Linked DNA regions of Mus musculus: region 1 is linked to region 2. The links are chromatin contacts, called in public Hi-C maps. All regions are on one chromosome and are shown on one strand. The core of a region is the stretch at or near the end of the contact, and the rest is flanking DNA. Distances in the headings are between cores, read along the strand shown. Region 1 holds the start of Mir100hg (Mir100 Mirlet7a-2 Mir125b-1 cluster host gene). Region 2 has its middle 67 kb from the start of 1700063D05Rik.

Evidence for each region. A called contact is a pair of places that touch in the nucleus more often than the background predicts.
Region 1: a contact with region 2 is called in a Hi-C map of cerebral cortex, with 2.2 times the contacts expected there. The contact joins the promoter of Mir100hg here to the enhancer-like site in region 2. A contact is called at or near these places in 5 of 484 Hi-C or Micro-C datasets (the N1E-115 cell line, cerebral cortex, ganglionic eminence and 2 more) and 8 of 115 datasets of contacts at active chromatin or transcription factors (SST interneurons, embryonic forebrain, embryonic hindbrain and 5 more).

What each region holds. Positions count from the first base shown.
Region 1 is chr9:41,373,172-41,378,826 of GRCm38.p6, forward strand. It overlaps Mir100hg (Mir100 Mirlet7a-2 Mir125b-1 cluster host gene), which reads left to right and starts at 3,355. Exons shown (of 5, transcript NR_131928.1): 1 at 3,355-3,505.
Region 2 is chr9:41,269,648-41,275,855 of GRCm38.p6, forward strand. No RefSeq gene overlaps it. Among named protein-coding and RNA genes, the nearest start is that of 1700063D05Rik, 67 kb to the left of the region's middle. Within about 2 kb of position 3,649, at least 110 of the 459 cell types and tissues checked have an H3K27ac peak or open chromatin away from gene starts, as enhancers often do. A contact at or near this core is called in the N1E-115 cell line, SST interneurons, cerebral cortex and 5 more, where this site is marked.

The DNA.
Region 1 (5,655 bases), core at 2,105-4,604, 100 kb after region 2:
CCAATACCTATGTGAAAGTTGAGTAGACGTGGGAATTTGCCGGTACTCCCAGGATGCAGAAGGTAGAGACAAGCCTGGGTAGCTGGATAGCTTGTCAGCCAAATCAGTGAGCTCAAGGCCCTGTGGGAGACCCTACCTCCCTGTAGAAGATGGAGAACAATCTAGAAAGATACCCACCGTCAACCTTGCTCCTCCATCCCCACTCATCTCATGTGAACATGCACTGACATGCATATATGTATGCACCCACACGCACATACACCACATGAATACATTTGCAAAAGAGAAGAAGAACACTTTTCATACTGCAGATGTCTGACCTGGCTTACTGTAAAACATTGTCAGGAAACTCGTCCCATTTCCCCACTTAACAATTCATCGTTATAATCATCTCCCGATTTAGAATTTGTCTTCTTTAGACTCTAAGATTTTAGACTGCAAAAAATGTTTTCCCTACATAAGCCACCTAAGTAACTTATGTTAACTATTTACTGAGTAGCTCCTTTCCTCTGGGAACATAGGTAATAGTTTATGACACTTTGTTACATTTCTTGCAATCTCCTCTTAGTATTTTAAGTTTTTAGGATTTTCTACCCTCGGAAGACATCAGTAGTACTAAGATTGGGACCACTAGGAAGATGGATTTAGCAGTTCCATCTTTCCCAGTAGAAATGGCTGCTGTTGCTTTATGGCTTTGAAATACGCCACTAGACCTGGGTCACAGCATCCACTCCTTTATGCAAATGTTTTCCCACTGAATTTCATGCTCTATTTTAAAAAGTGTACCAGTTCGTGTCAAAGATAATAAGATCAGTTATAGGGGTGAACAGTTTATAGACTTTTCTATGCATGCTATCTCATCTAACACTTAATAAAGTTAGACTATACTCCCCTCCCCTTTTAAAGGGTATATCATTTTTAATAATCAAATACAATTACATGATTTCTCCTTCTCTCTTCTCTCTTCAACTCCTGCCACACTGCCCTCAGTCTCTCTCAGATCCATACCTTCTTTTTCTTAATATTATTACCAGTGTGAGCACTCATTCACATAAACACATAAATACAAACAATCTGCTGAGTCCATTTGACGTTGCTTGTGTGTCTATGCCTTTAGGGCTGACTACCTGGTGTTGAATTGACGTTTAGGGTGCTCGTTCTTGTGCTTTTTGTGAATTTCTGAATATTTTGAATATTTTTCAAGCTCCAGAAAGGCAGGGCAAGGAGCACTTTAGACCAGCCCTTCTGTGCCCTGCCACAGGGAACACCAGCTTTGCTCTCAGGCCAGTCTCTGGTGACAAAATTGTTTAGGCAGGCAGTGTTGCCCTGGCATGTCCTTCACTGTGATAATCTGGCTTGTGGTAGAGCTCAGAGAGTATCTTTGCTAGTCTGACATTGCTCTAGCCTTTCCTCTGTTCAGACTGTCACTGAAAACCAAGATCAGGGTTTTGGTGGCTCGGGACTGCCTTCCTGGGCAGAGAACAATGGCTGCCCCTCCCCAACCCGCCCATGCTGCAACCAGCACGTCAGGATTCTTTGTACCAAAATCCCAAGCAAAGATGCATTTGTTCAGATCCGTGGTGTTAGAATATTGCAGTGTCTTGTGACAGGAAGGCGAGGCTCAGCCTTGATAGCACCATCTCCTCACTTGCTCGATCCTCACAACAGTGGCTGGAAGGGCAAAGAAAGCTACAGGGCTCATTTTTGGGCCGGGGAATGGTTGCCTGGCATGCTTAGAGAATCCATCTTCCTAAGTGGTTTTCCTTTCCAGTCACGTTTTACTGCTGAAGTTAGTCAGCGAATTAATAGCTGCAGAAAATGCAGAGCTCTTTTCTTATTACATTCTATCGATCTGATTGCAGTGCCATTAATTGAAAGACTCGGGAAGTGTGATGGGGAGTTGAACTCTGGATTCTCCCTGCCTTTGGGTCCAGATCTGTCTGAAAGGAGCATTTTGGTCTGACGTGAATTATTCTTTCTTTGTCAGTTCTTGTGAGAGCTTTATTCAGGCCTTGTGAGATTTACAATGTGAAATCGTACACTGTCTCTGCCCTTAAAGGAAGAGGAGAACTCAGAGTGTGTGTCTGTGGGCTTTCTAGGAGTTGGGAGTTAACCCATTTTGGACAGCTCTCTTTCGTAGATTACCTACATATGGCAGAGAGGAAAAGAGAGACTCCCCAATGTGGAAGGCAGACATTTTGCTCATGTCTTAAGCAGTTTTATTTACAATGTTGCATGTTACAAGGTTGCTTTGGCTTATTTCCACTCCCCATTCTCAGAATATATGAAACCCCAGAGACACTGGTATGTAGTTAGAGATTTTGTTTATGGTTATCTTGCTATGTTGATTGCTTAACCTACTCTTCCAAAAGATTTTTTTCCCATAAATTCAAATTAACTTGAGAATTTTTACATACATCAGGTATGTCTGCATACATATTTCATAAGTACGTTAATATGAAAAATTTAAGGGGGTCTTCTAAAATATGTCATTGGGGGCAAAAATCTCCAGATCAGATTAGAACACACTAGACTTGGTTGCTTTGGTTCACAAAGTAATGCCCAGGTATTTGTGTAGTAGTTTATTGTATTTTAATGAGATGAGAGTTTATTATTTAAAAATTTCAGGCTAGATACCCAGATTTTCACAGCACATTTAAATCTACCACAAAGGGTCACTCATCTTTATTTTTTTTTTTCTAGAATAATATGGTTTGGATGCATTGAAAAGTTTAGTATGTGTTATTAATAACACATGTCCAGCCTAATGTTTTTATTCTTCTGGGCGGGCCTATGCTAGAATTTTCTTCCCCAAGGTGTGTCTGAATCCTGCTAATGCTTTCAGCCTGCAAAGACAGGAAGTGCACACACGGCCACAGCACATGACCCTCCTTCTAGAACACATCTTGAAAATGTTTCGACTGCTTTCTGAGCACAGGGACAATGGCTTATGGTTGGGGGTGGGTGTGCTCTTCTCCTGCCTGACCTTTGGCTTGCTGAGAGATGTGTATGGCTACCCTGGGCTCTCTCAGCTGCTTTCAGGCTGCAGAGAAGGCGGCACCCACATTGGGAAGCAAAAGCTGTCGCAGGCTGCCTTGCCCATGACAGCGTGTCTAAAAATACATCCACCGAGATGCAGGCATATGCTCGCGCCTCGGTGTGAAGGAGCTCTCGCCTGTGTTTCTTGCTATCCCCATCTAAATGCTGGAGCGAGGAGTTAAATTATTCCAGAAGGCCCGCCAGGGTCTGATTTGCCACTGTCTGCTTCCTCGTTGCCTTTGAATGGGACCCTTGATCCAAGGCTTTCAGAGACCAGCCGGTGCTGATGGGGGTCCGTGACTTGGCGGTGGCGCCTGTTTGCTCCTTCTCTGTCTCGAGCATGGTTTTCTATCCTGCCGGGGAGGGCGAGAGCGCTGGGCAGAGGTGGCACCTGACCCGCTAGAACTCCGATGTCACTGCTGTGGCTGTTACTCCCCTCGGCAAGAGTCAAGGCGCACGCAGGACGGTGGGTCACCTCGCTGGCTATTTTGCACATTTCCTTTCTTCTCCTCAACCTTGTTAGGTTTTTTTCTAAGTGCCCAGGGGTTGAGGGGTTTTCCTAGCCCCTCTCTATCCTCGATCTATTCTGATTTGAATCTCTCTCAGGATTTGTAACACTTCCTCTCATTAGGAAAGCTTTGCTAGACTCGCATTCCCTGTCTCTGTAAACAGGGTTTTTTTTTTTGTTGTTTTTTTAATGATTTGTTGTTTTGGGGGTCTCTCTTTTGAATGTCAGCTCCAAATGTCTTAGCTTCTGGGGCTACCTCACACACTGAAACGGTTGTTGAGCTATTGTACCCGAGAGGAGAGGACACAGAAATGGCTCTTTAGAATAATAATCTCAAAAGGGAGATGAGAAAGACCCCAGAGGACAGCCTGTGCTCCTGCTCCAGCCTGGCTGAGAAAAGGGGGTCTCCAGGTGAGACTACTGTCTCCTTTACAGAGTCAGAGAGCGTCAAGATACTTTGTGTCTCATTTAAAATGATTTTAATTCTAACAAGAGGGACTAATGAAAGAAATCCCATTTCCCATGTAGGAGAAAGGAGAGGCACAAAGCACACATATGAAGGGCTCCAGAGCACACCATTCCTCTGGAAACCGGAAAGTGAGGGAGAGCGATTGTTACCTAGTCTCTCTCTCTCTCTCTCTCTCTCTCTCTCTCTCTCACACACACACACACACACACACAGAGTTTCAGAGTAGCAGTATTTCTGTGTCCTTGGCCACCCAAGGCAGTGCATTGTTTTTCCAAAGGTTATGTGGAGGTTTTTGTAAAACGAAATAAAAAAAAATTATTTATTTTATTTCAGACGGTGAGTAAGCTCAGAATGCATTCAGTACTAACCAATACAGAATACAGACATGCCCAACATAAGCTGTTATTCTCCACGAGCAACCAAACACCACAACACACACACACACACACACACACACACACACACACACACACACACACACACACACACACCCTCCCCCTCAAACAAACAAACCCAATGTTAGCCAAAATCCAGACTGCCTGTAAATCTTGAAGTGTTTTCCTCTGTGGAGAAGAATGAACCTCCCCGGATGCTTTTCTGCAGCTGAACATTTTCTATTGCTTTTCTTCTCTGCTCAGTCTCCCTTGCCTCTTTCTTAGGAGCCACTGAGACAAAGAACAGTTACTTTTAGCTCCTCGTATCAGCTGGCTAAAATGGAGAAAGGATCAAATACGCTGTAAAGAGAGGCATTTTTGGTTTTAGTTCAGTTTAACGTATCTTATTTCCAACCATGCCCAGGAAGCACATGAGTTTATGGATGTGCCATAGCTAATTACTTGACTGGGTCTGTTCATAGCCAGAATAGGACATAGATTTGAGGGGGTAAGTAAAAGGCAAAACAGAGAGGCGCCGCTGTGTACATCCTGTGAGCTGCGCGATGCAGCTGCTGGAACGTATGCATGTCTTTCCAGCTTTGTCCCTTCAGAGGCGTTGAAAGTCTCAGCTAGTGCTGACTAATTGATATTTGTAGTCACGGTGATAGGCTCCTCAGGTCAGACGCGCATGCAGATGTGTGTGTTGATGCAAATACTAAGGAATACACAGGCTCACTTACACGGGCAGGTGGTCTCCGTACCAATGGAAGTGTGGTGGAGGTGATGGGGCATACAACAGAGGGAGAGAGAGAGAGAGAGAGAGAGAGAGAGAGAGAGAGAGAGAGAGAGAGAGAGAGAGAGAATGAATCACCCTGCAAACAGTTCTAAAATGCATCCGCAGATGCAGGAAGCTTCAGAGCCATCCAACAATTCAAGACACCCTTGTTTTTTCCTTCTCTGCGGGACGCCTCCATCCAGACTATTTGCAAAATAATAATAATAATAATAACCTGGACAAGGTGAGAGCCCTGCATCTTAGCTCAGAATCCATCTGGTTTCCTTCCCCTCTCTGCCTTGTGTTTCTCAGCTCATTGTCCATGCATCAGATGGCAGCCACCCTTGCTCTTGAATGCCAGTGTCACAGCAGGCCTGGAAAGGGGGCCGAGGGACAGCATTGTCAGAGCTGGGGCCTGTCTATTGTCTTCTTCGCTTTCACCGCTTTTCCTTTTAATTTTTTTTCCCCTGGGGCTTTCCTGTCCTAGTGG
Region 2 (6,208 bases), core at 2,399-4,898:
TGTCTTCTCCCCACTTGACTGTATCCTGAGTGATTCCAGACACTATAGCTTGAGTTACTACGTGCTTCATTTCACTGCCTCCAGGTCTACCTTTTTGGATTCATCCTGTTTCCTAGGCCACATCCGCATCTCTGCTTCATATGTTTCAGGGATGGGTGCTTCGTAGGCATCTCAGGCTCGATCTAGTTAGCCAAATCTTTATTCATTACGTTCTCTTCTAAACCATTCCAATTTGTTTGTTTCCTTTTCTGTCTTCTCTTTGCTCCCTAGATAGTGAATGATGACACTATTTAGTCTATTCTGCAAGTATAGAGGTATCTCAAACATTTGGCCCACTGCCTGCTATCTAGTAGGCACTTAGTGTTCATTGAATAAACAAATTCCATTAAGTAAAATGGCCAAATCAATTGAAAATGATAGATTTGATGGTCATATTAAAAATGGTCCTAGACTGATAGTCAATAGCTAAGATGGAAGAATGCTATGGGAATTTTCTATTTGAAGTCTTTGGGACATAAAACAAACACCACTCATGAAATCTTAATTTAAAATCCATACTTAAATGCTAATTATGTGTGATTTCCATAAAAATTTCAGAGACATGGTTCTGGTAGAGACACAGGGTTTTGTAGTGGTACCCATTCCTGAACAGTATATAAGGGCTAATGTCAATTTTCCTGAGTAAAGCACTCTAAGAAAGGAGATATTTGGTGTAGCACCACATTGGGAACAGGGCTGAGAACTAATCTTTCAGTTTTCTATCTCAAATGAATGGGGAAAAAAAAACCCATGAGAACCAGATTGAGGTGATTTCCAGTTTTGGCACCTTCATTTCTTAGGTCTGTGACTTGGAACATCCATTCCTTGAATCTTAATTTCTTCATATAACACAGTGACACTTTTACAGCACACATTCATTTGCAAGTAAACATGCATGAAGTGAAGCTGGGTCTCCAGAAGGAAGCCTTCTCAATTACTTCAAGCTGCTTCCTTCTCCTGTTAGACACATGGCTTTGTCCAAGTTACTGATCTCGACCACCAGCTTCCTCATTGGTAAAGGATGTAATGGTACCCATTCCCCAGGTACGTTTAAGTGTAGTGTGTAACACACAGTGGTGATCATTTCATGAATTTTGAAGCTCTTCCTTCTATTCTTTCCCCCGAGTGTTCTGGAAAATGCTTGCTTTTATTTCAAGTCTTGTGGAACTCCCAGTCAACCTTTAGGCTCTTCCTATACTCTAGGTAGATAAGACCATGAGGATGTATTTTTGTTTAACTCTTGTGGAAAATGAATGCCATCAATAGCAATGTGCCGGGAGAGTATCTTTGTCAAGGCTGTGGTAGTGATGAGGCCCATGCTTCGTCTTCAGATTTGCTGCAGGGCCTTCCTGCATGGAGCTTCTGACTGGTAGGAAATCAACAGTTGCCCGAGAGATCTTTCTAGTTACATGTGAGTGCATGTAGCTGCTGACTTTGTGTGATAAGTACCAGCCAATCTTCAAACACTTGTGGGTAACACTCATTGTCCAGCCAACTTTAGCTAAAGCCAAGAATCTTGTCCCCATATCCACAGCTGGTTGTTTACTATTTCTGCCATTCTACACAGTAATCACTTTCCTATAGACGTAACCTGTTCTTTTCAAACATCTAGAAAACTGAGGTTTCTGTGCTCAACAGCTACAACAGAGACACAAATGATTTCGTTTCTCAGAAACACGTGACACCAACAACAGGTGAGGTGGTGCAGCTTCAGCCAATGTGCTTTTCCTGCAGTGGGAGAGTAAGCATAGAGGGAGATGACTGAGAGATATGTGGAGCCCGGATGCTAGAAGATACTTCCCATGGAGAGGCTTCAGGATGGGCTGAGTCCAGGCAAAAAGGTCATGCTATCTCTTTGTTTTTACTATGACAGACCCAGTCACTCACCAGCCTACCTTTAACTGGTGGTTTCTAAAAAGCTCCTCCAGGTAACATCTTTGGGTATGGTTTGAATAGGGAATGGTAGATGGAACTTGGCTAGTGTGTTTGGTCACAAACTTGAGACACCCAAGAAGAGGAAACCTCACTTGAGGAATTGCCTCCACCAAATTGGCTGGTTATGTGTCTGTGGGAATATATATATTTTTGATTGTTAATTGATGGAAGGTAGTGGTGGCGGGGCTAGTTCTCTGTGGGCCATGCTACCCTTGGGCAGGTGGTCCTGGGTATAAGATAGGGAGCTGGAGGTGATCTTGGAAGCAAGCCAGTTTAAGCAGCATTCATTATGGGTTCTGCTTCTGGTTCCCTCATGATGGATTGTATAGTTTATGATAAAGTGAACCACCTTTCTCCCCAAGTTGCATTTGGTCAGTATTTTATTACAGCAACAGAAAGCAAACCAGGACAGCTAGTAAGACAGGGAGGAATAGAGGCCATTGGTGGGAGGTAGGGTGGATGGGGACTTTCCATGTAAGATACTTTGGAATGTGGGAGCAAATAATTTATTACCCAAACCTCTAGCTCCCTGGACACATTGCTGTTGGCATGTGTCTTATTTAAAATAAAAACAGAAGAAGAAGAAGAAGAAGAAGAAGAAGAAGAAGAAGAAGAAGAAGAAGAAGAAGAAGAAGAAGAAGGAGGAGGAGGAGGAGGAGGAGGAGGAGGAGGAGGAGGAAGAGGAAGAGGAAGAGGAAGAGGAAGAGGAAGAGGAAGAGGAGGAAGGAAGAAGAGTAAGAAGAGTAGTTCTTGTTTCTTAGAAAAAACTGTGAAGCCAATCCAGGGCATTCAAATACTGCAGTGGGAATGGAAAGGAAGGAAAAAAATGTATTTGGTGAGAATTCAGAGGCTGCTAATTGTCTTTATTGAAATAATACTGAATTAACAACTCAGAAAAGTTAGAAGACATCTTCTTTAGGAGGAGGAGGAAGAGAAAGGGGGAGGAGGAGGAAGGGGGAGGAGGAGAAAGTCCTTGTAAACAGCATAGAAAAATACTATTTGCAAATTTTGCTTTCCTCATCTCAAAACAAAGCAACCGGTGCGTGCTGTGGAGACTCTTAAACACGCTGTCCGCTTTCCTCTTGTGGTTCTAAAATCCTGAAAGTGCCACGCAGTCAGTCTACTCCAGGTCCCAGTCTGCCCTCTCCCCACAACGGGCCCCCACCCCCACTTCCTTTCCACAACAAACACTTTTGCAACCCTTTCTCTGATGAATGGCCAGAAAAGAGATACTGGATGAGAACAATTAGAAACTTTAATGACCCTTCAGGCAGCACACAATTATAAACCACATTCTTATTTTTATAAGGAATTAGCTACAGATTGGGCAGCTAGCTGCCCCTGTCATGCCTTGAAATATTTCTTCTCTTCCTGGCAGAGTTGAGCATGCTGGCACCTCTCTCTCTCTCTCTCTCTCTCTCTCTCTCTCTCTCTCTCTCTCTCTCTCTCTCTCTCTCTCTCTCTCTCCCTCTCCCTTACTCATATATATATATATATATACATATACATATATACACGCGGACTTGCCAATTCCAGCACCTTCAAATGTATTATCCCGTCCTTTCGTCTCCAAGATGACCTGAAATGACCTTTTGCTTGGCAGGAGACGTGACTCAACTGATAATAAAAGAGTTTTGAAGGGGGCGGGGAATGATGGCTAAGGAGGGAGGGGGGGGGTGGCTGTCTGGTCCTGGTTGCTGAGCTGCAAGGCAGTCAGGGAGGGACATGGAAGAGCAGGAAGGGGCCAGATCTCTAATACTGCCATATTTTTTGGCTACGGTATTTTCTGTTATTAATTTACTACATATCACCTATTGCACGAAGGGAGAAGAAAGATTTTTACCCCGCTAAGGCACACCAGTCTCTTTGTTTAACCCGGACCCGAGGCTGCTCAGCCATGACCACTGGGAGGGAGGGAGGGAGGGATGGGGGCGGGGCCGATGTCTGGGCATCCCCCTGCATCGAGGCCCCAGCTCTCCCCCTGGACGTGGGGTCCCAGCCCTGCAGCTTTCCTTCTGTAAGGCTTTGCAGCTGCGAGCACCTTCGCAGAGTAATATGGCTAGCTAACATTGCCCGGTGCGATTCTATTTCACACCAGCAGCCTTAGAGGGGCGTGGGCTTTTCCCAGAATCTTGATTTCTTTGTTGTTTAGGAAAGGCTCAAATTTTCACAAATCCCAGAGAACTCCAAGTAGGCGTCTCAGATAGATTTTAACGACTGGATCCCCCTCGCCTCCACCGACCCCACCCTGCACCGACTTAAGAAGGGAAGGAGACAAAAAAGAACTATTATCTAGGAACTCTGCGAGGTGGCAGGAGCTGCTACAGCCGCATCGCTGGACCTCCCCTAGACTGATGCTCTCTTTTGTAAAGTGCTGTTTTCCCAGCGACTCCCTCTTACAAAGGACATCTTGAGGCACACTGTATAAATTTGGGGTGTGTACACTTTGGCGAATCATCTGCACACCGACAGGGACAAAGGGGAGGGTTTCGGTAGGTGGTTTGCCGGGTGCTTTCAGTCAACTTAAGTAGGCGAGTTGTCCCTGGAGTAAAAATTGGATTTTAGCCACCTGAGCCGAACTTAGTGAGCTGCTTGTGTGTGCAAATGCTTGTGAAGTCCTCACACCAGGCATGGAGTACTCTGGTCCTTTCAGATCATGGAAGCACCTGCTGGAAAGTTGGCAGGGCTGATTCCTCAAGTTCCTTGTCCACAGGAGAGAGATGCTCTTGGCTGAGAGACAGGTACTCTGGGAAGTGCTGCACAGGTTTCTTCCCAATGTAAGAGAATTCACATCTCCTGGCTTTCGTCATTCATTCATTCATTCATTCATTCATTCATTCATTCATTCATTCATTCATTCATCTGCTCAATCAATCATTCATTTATCACAGATACCTTTGTGTTTCAGTGTTAGTCGCCACCAGTGAAAAAGTGCAATCAAAAAATACATTCAGGTTTGCCCTAAAGGAGTTTGTAATGAATATGTGAAACACAAACAAACCGACTTTTAAAGACAAACAAAGGAATGATGCTGTGGTTTTGTAGAAGGAGCACTGCTACCCACGTGACTTCCATTCAGTATCGCCCCTCCCACTCCAGCCCCAAGGATTTCTCTGTGGAGCCCAGTCCTGGAACTCACTCTGTAGTTGGTCTGGAATTTTGAGATCTTCCTGCCTCTGCCTCCAGAGTGCTGGGATTAAAGGTGTGCCCCACTGCCACCCATATTCAGTAATTTTTAATGCTTACATCTCTGTTCCATCCACCAACCAACATGCCTCCCCTTAGTTCCCCCCCCCCAAAAAAAGCCTCTGAAGAGATGGGTGTCAGGGAGCTGGCTGCACGAGGTGCATTGTGGGACATTATGGAAGGTGGTGTTAATTATTATAACTTTTAATCGACTTTGAACTGATAAAGTAGGTGGTTGACTTTTTTATGTCTAGGGTGGATCAAAGGTGGCATTATGAGGTTGATGATTTTTTTCTTCCTTTCTCTATTTTGTTTTTGTTTATTAATTGTGTGTGTGCGTGTGCATGGGTGCATGTGTGTACTTGCTTTAAAATTCTGATCCCCCTGCCTCTGCCTCTACCTCCCAAGTATTGGTCACACTAGGTACTTTTCTGGTTTTTAAATAGACATGAGTCCCACCTACTTCTCTTCCCCATTTTCCAGCCCCCTCAAACAAAACGAACATTACTGCAGAAATGACTGCCTGCATCATGATTTACCAGCATTTGTTCTTATAAAGAGCCATGTTTTCATATTTTCTATGGCTCTGCAGGCCATCGGCCTGTGCTGATTCTGTGTGCCAGGGTGACTTTAGACACTATATAAATGAACAAGGGTGACTGCACCTGAGGAGAACTCTGTGGACACTGAGGTTAGCAGGGCTCATCTAATGCTTACGGGTCATAAACTCTTGCTTTTTTAACCCTTACAATCACTTACACCTATAAAGTCATCTGTGCTTCCATTGTAAAATCAGGCCATTTGCTGTGCCCACATTTACACTCTACTATGAGTTTCAATACTCTGGCTCTGTCAGAGTCATTTGCACGTTATTGTCTTTCTCCAACTCCCAGAAGAATGTATGAGAAAACACTTGGTGAGAAATAGAGTGCCCCATGCTCGTGGCTTCCCCTTGATTCTCTTTGGGAAGATGCCTGGCATAGCCTGGGCCATGAACTTACAGGAACCCTCCAAACATCTGGGTAGAGTCCGTCGAAAGCACGTTTAC